Regions from separate parts of the Canis lupus genome. Here region 1 is linked to region 2. A link is a contact called in public Hi-C data. All regions are on one chromosome and are shown on one strand. Each heading gives the region's core, a stretch centred on a gene start, on an enhancer-like site or on the middle of the called end of the contact. The rest is flanking DNA. Distances are from core to core; before and after follow the strand shown.

Region 1 (2,700 bases), core at 108-2,607, 270 kb after region 2:
ACCTTTTCCTTCTTAGACTAAGTAATCCAGTACAATAGTTGTGAAACTGAATAATTAAAACTTTGGCTTCTCTTAGGAAAAGAAGAGTCCCTAGTCCTAGGTGTCCTATGGGGAAATTTATTTTTTTTAATGTCCTGTTCCTTAATGCTGCAAATGATCAGTATTTATGAAGTAACTGATTTTGCACCACTTTTTGTTACTGTGACCACAGCAGAACAACGTCTCCTAGAACATATCTGTGTAAAGTTACTAGAATGGTCTCTGTTCATCTTAGTGATACAAAGATCACAACTAACAACAAATCAGAGTTTGCCAGTTCAAATTCAGCATGGCTGTAGCTGATTAAGAAATTTATATAATTACTCTTTGCTAGCCTCTCTCACTAATTGAATTATCAGCCAGCAAAATGAGACTCCCAGTGGATGTTTCAAGCGTGAGGTTTCCAGACCTCCTAGGAATACCAGTGGGGAAAATAGCTCCAGAAAACATAGCTGTGTTTGTATTCCATCTCACTAAAAAGGCAGTCTACATTACAATTGGTTTTTCTGAGGCTGTCTTTTCCAAAATCTGTGTAGAATAATTGACATTTTTCTATCGGAAGTACAGAAAGCGATCCAAGCTCCTCAAAGTGAAAATATCCAAGATGTTTAGGAAGGGAGCAGCGGACTTGACCGTGATGCAGCCTTCTGGTTCTCGTGGTCTAGTGCTCCATGTCTGGGTTTAGCGTGAAAACATTAGTTTCACCAAGTGGACAAAAGGTTTCCTTGCCAGGCTCGATCTTCGAACTTGAAACTAGAACCTAACTAGGCTTCCACTGGGGCGTTGGCTTCGCAGCACTAGCGCCTCCATGTGGAAGGCAGTGAGGGTGCAGCCTGTCAAAACCCACACGCTGCTGTTGCACTGGGATCTGGGCAGAGTTAAGACTCGTTTTGTTTTCTTTTTTCAACAAAAATGTGAAAACATTCAAAGTTGAAAAGTTGCATTTGAAGTTATCATTTAATATATTCATATTACCAAAACTGTAATACTGGAAGTGGTTTCTTTTTGTGTTATAAAGGTTTAATTTTACATAAGTCAGTTACAGTTACTCAATGTGATTTTTAACCCTTAAAAATAAAAAAGGTGGAGATGTATACAATTGTTAACAATGCCATGAAAGCATTTCCTTTCTCCTGAGGAAACAAATTTCTTATCAGAATATCTGGCTGGCCCTGTAATTTAAATTAAAATAAAATTTTGGAGAAACAGCATTGTCCGTGTTTATGGTGTCTCACAGGTAGTTGCATCTGTGTGTCTGCGAGCAGCCCCGGCACAAATCGTGCCACAACCTAACCGGAAACCGCACGCACACCTCTGCCAAGTCTTTCTTCCTATTCGGGGTCTTATTTTTGGTGTCAAATGCGACTTCCCCTTATGCTCCCTGGCCCTGCCTCTCACGGGTCAGCACTGTCGCACCTCGTGTGATGGCTTTTTTAGACCTTGGCATTTGGGGAGCGGATCCTCCGCCCACGTCCCTGTTGACCTATTGGGAACGTACGAGGATAAAAGTGGATCCCCGGGCAGGAGGGTTATAAGTCGGGCTCGATTACAGTGACGGCGAGTGGCCACGGAAGCGCCCGAGCGACCGTCTGTCCTCCCCTCCACCTTGGTCTGTAAATGGGGCGATGGCTCGGGGCGCGGCGCCTTCCTGCCGAAGCACGTGACGCAAACGACCTTCTGCTTATCTCTTCTGGGTAGCTGAGTCCCTCATCTCCAAAGATGACAGGGTCCCCTAAGGTCAGGACCTGTGACTTTGCCCTTCCTCCGATCACACAGGAAGAAGTGGCCACGCCGAGGGGCCTCTCCCTACCCCGCATCCACGGGGCCACCTTCCCCCGGCAGGAAAGACGGGGTCTCGGGCCCCTGGGGGTAACGTGTTGCTCTTTCTCTCTAGAATTCCTAAGGACCCCAAGAAGGCGGTGACCAGAAGAGCTGCTGCGGGCTCCAGGCTTGTTCGTTCAGGAGACTAGAGGCTCTCTGAGGTGATGAGGGAGTAGCCCCCCCCCAACACTGGCCTCAGCTGCCGCTCGGTTTCCAAGGAATGTTCTCCCCACCGGCCACGAGTGTCCTTTACAGCAGCTTTCGGAGCCCGATACCCTCTCGGACCATCCTGTTCTAGAAGGTGTGAAGGACCCGGTTAGACGCCCCACACTCCGCCCTCAGAGCCCTCTCGGCTGCCTCCCAGAAGCCACCCCCACGGAAAGCCGTCCCTCAGGAGCCGTCTGAACACGTGTCATTTGTCATCAGCTTCCGCCTGCCCCCACCAGGCCCTGAGGACCCAGGACACGGCTAACAGGGACACAGGCCTCCAAGCCCTGTCACGGAGACCTGTCCCTGCCGGAGCACACGCTGACCGAAGCGAGGCCGACCTGTGGCTCCACAGCTGGCAGGAGGCCTTGGCGTGCTTGTCCCCGCTGACCTCTAAGGCCCCACCGATGTCCGGTGGCCTGTGTGATCGTCGGGTGGGAACTTGACAACCGGAAGGTGGAGCACAGGCCCCGACGGCCTGGTCGCCGAGTACAGTGGCCGCCAGGGTTCTGAGCAGGAGGTCATGTCCTCTGTAATCAATGAAGTGCTCTTTTCTAGGTCATACCCAGGAACACAGACGCCAGAGATTTGGGGGGAAGGTTCATGTTTTTCAACATTCCTCACAAGATGAGC
Region 2 (2,700 bases), core at 31-2,530:
AATAAAATGTGTTCTAATCAATATTTTCACTTAATACTATATAATGAGTGCTGTTACATGTCGGGAAATAGGATTATATATCATTCCTACTGTAGCTTTTATTTTTCATTAAGCCTCAATTGCAGTTGGCTCATGTTGGTTATTCTTGGTGCTGTGAACGGGTACTAACTTGTAATGAGAGACCGCAGAGCCTAGTGTTTGAGAGCTCAGACTGTGTTCTGGAAGCCAGCCGGGGAGGTGGAATCTGAGCCCCTCACCAGTGGCTTTGCGTCCCTGGGCATGTTACTTACCTCCTCTAGGTACTAATTCTATCTGTAAAATGGAGAAACTAGCACAGAGTTCACTAGATCATGAGCATTAATGAGTTAATATTTGCTGTGCTCCTCAGAAGTACCTGAAAATAGTAAGTAAATAGAACCCACAAACATCCTTGTATCAGTTAGGGCTCTTTGCCAGCCAGACTAGCTTTACCTAGGTTAAACAAAGACACTCTTTGCACAGACACCCAGGGACTCATGAAAGGGCAGGAAGGCTAGGCACAGAGCCTGCAAATGGCCCCAGAAGCAGGGCAAGCAACAGAGCAGCTCCAGGAACTGAGCACCAGAACCAACTCAGCCATCTTGTCAAGGAGCCACCCCAGAATGAATGTTTTCCATTTATTTAAAAAAAAAAAAAAGACTCTTTGGTAACTTCTCTAGAAAGTCCAACTCCCCGAAGCATCTGGCTGGTCTGGCTTCTTGCTGGGCTAGGGGAGGGGGTGCCCAACATTGAGCAGCAGTTCTTCCGCTCCTGTGCACAAAGGGGAGATATCGTCTACCCAGAGGAAACTTGGTGCTGTTAGGAAAGCAGGGGAAGAGGCTGGGTGACCAAGGAAATGAAGTCTGACCCATGGACTCTCCACAGTGGCCCTGGTGTCTAACAGAGGGTGGGGCAGCACCATGCCAGTCAGGGGGGCCCAGGTCCCAGAACCTAATGGAGCAGGTTGATCGAGGTCCCACTGCCCTGCGCTGCGTGGGTCCTCCTGCTTGAAGAGAAGGTGTCTACTCAACACCCCTCCCCTCAACCAGACAGCCAGAGCACTAAGCCTGTCACCCTGTCCGTCCGGTTTACCTGGACTCAGTTGTGGGCTGTTGGCTGATATGCTGGGGAGCTCCACCGTGACCTCACAGCGGGTCACATGCCTGTGTCCCTGTGTCCCTGGGAGCTGCAGGAAGACCTGCTTGCTCCTGAGGTCCTGAGGCTCTTGAGAAGGACCCCTCAGCCTGAGCCTCCCAGGGCAGCTCCGCTGGGCTCACCCCCTGCTCCGCTGTGCTGAGAGGAGACAGGGGGGTTCTCCAGCACTCTCTATGTGAACCAGGTGAGGAGGCTTCACAGGGCCCGAGATTAGGGCCCAGGGACTGACCCACCTGGCTGGGTTTCCTATCAGGCCAAATGCTCACTCATACACACCCAGCTGGGGGCTCTTTCTTTCCTAGTGTGTGCATGGGGAATTCGTTCAGCAGGCAAGCAGAGGGAGGGCTGGGACCCCAATTCCATGGAAAGACAAGGCTACATAAGTAGGTCTTTTGAAACAAAAACAAGCTTCCTCCCTTAACAAAGAAAAAATAGTCTTAGGCTTCTAGGCAACAATATACATGTCTTATCTGCATAGGTTTGTGAGTATTAACTCCAACAGAAATTCTAGAATAATCCATGTTTGTCCCCCAGGCATATTATTTGCTCTGTCATTTTGTTTACTGAACAAGCCCACCCTGAGTAGGTGAGCATTTGTGTTCCCGTGGGCGCAGACGTACACAGTGTGCATGGTTCTGGCTGCATCTCATCTGACAAAGGGGTGTTTGCTGTTTGATGCACACTAGCATCTCTCTCCTTTGGGTGGGCAGGGGGCAAGGGGCGTCTCCAGAAGCAGGGCTGGTCTGCTGCTTAGGACTGAGGATGGGGAGCTCTGCTTTAGACCTGCAGGCATGAGCTCCTACCCAACCAGCCTCTTACAGAAAATAACTAGAAACTTTGAACAAAAGTCAAAGAACAATTGCCTGAGGCCTCTGAAAAGTAAACCAAAGCAGGCTGACTTTGGAGGGAAGACAAAACTCAAGAGGAAACAGCTGATGTAAGACGTTTACTGTTTATTACGACCTGGCCCTGAGAGGAGGGCATGCCAGTCTTGCATGGAGTGACCAAAACTTTGGTAGAAAGCCTACCTTCCCTCTGGTCAGCAAAGCCAGGGAAGCAGCCCAGGGCCACTAAGCTTTCTGGGTAGCGAGGGGGAAATGCTAGAAAGGAGAAAGTCACAGAGAGGAACCTCTAGTTCTGTGTCTAAACCCTCCCCCAAATTGCTGGCTGATGCCTGGCACTAAGTGAAAGCAGTCTGAACTGGTCTGAGCTGTGCCCGAGGAGGCAGGGTGTGAAGTCTGAGCCTGGCCGTGTGAGTGACCCGCTAAGACAAGTTAGGCATGTTCTGATTCCGCAAGAGGTGCCAACTAGCTGCCTATTTAGTAAACCTAGACCCAGCCTGGACTGTGCCGAACAATAATCAGATACTTTTCCAACCTTCAGCTGGCACTGCTGCTCAGATCCACGGGTCTGAGATTTTTCATCTGACCTGAAACCACTTATTCCTACATTCCATCAAATCTAGGACTCTTCTCTCCCAAAATGTATTAGATCTTCAGCCACATTCTACCAGAACTGTTGGGAGGT

The links. A called contact is a pair of places that touch in the nucleus more often than the background predicts.
Region 1: a contact with region 2 is called in a Hi-C map of skin fibroblasts, with 4 times the contacts expected there. The contact joins two enhancer-like sites. A contact is called at or near these places in 3 of 9 Hi-C or Micro-C datasets (amygdala, blood and skin fibroblasts).

The regions. Positions count from the first base shown.
Region 1 is chr25:42,984,209-42,986,908 of UU_Cfam_GSD_1.0, forward strand. CAB39 (calcium-binding protein 39) reads left to right here. Exons shown (of 9, transcript XM_038574145.1): 9 at 1-1,250. Among named protein-coding and RNA genes, the nearest start is that of ITM2C, 28 kb to the right of the region's middle. Within about 2 kb of position 1,358, at least 3 of the 20 cell types and tissues checked have an H3K27ac peak or open chromatin away from gene starts, as enhancers often do. A contact at or near this core is called in blood, where this site is marked.
Region 2 is chr25:42,714,356-42,717,055 of UU_Cfam_GSD_1.0, forward strand. No RefSeq gene overlaps it. Among named protein-coding and RNA genes, the nearest start is that of SP100, 6.5 kb to the right of the region's middle. Within about 2 kb of position 1,281, at least 6 of the 20 cell types and tissues checked have an H3K27ac peak or open chromatin away from gene starts, as enhancers often do. A contact at or near this core is called in blood, where this site is marked.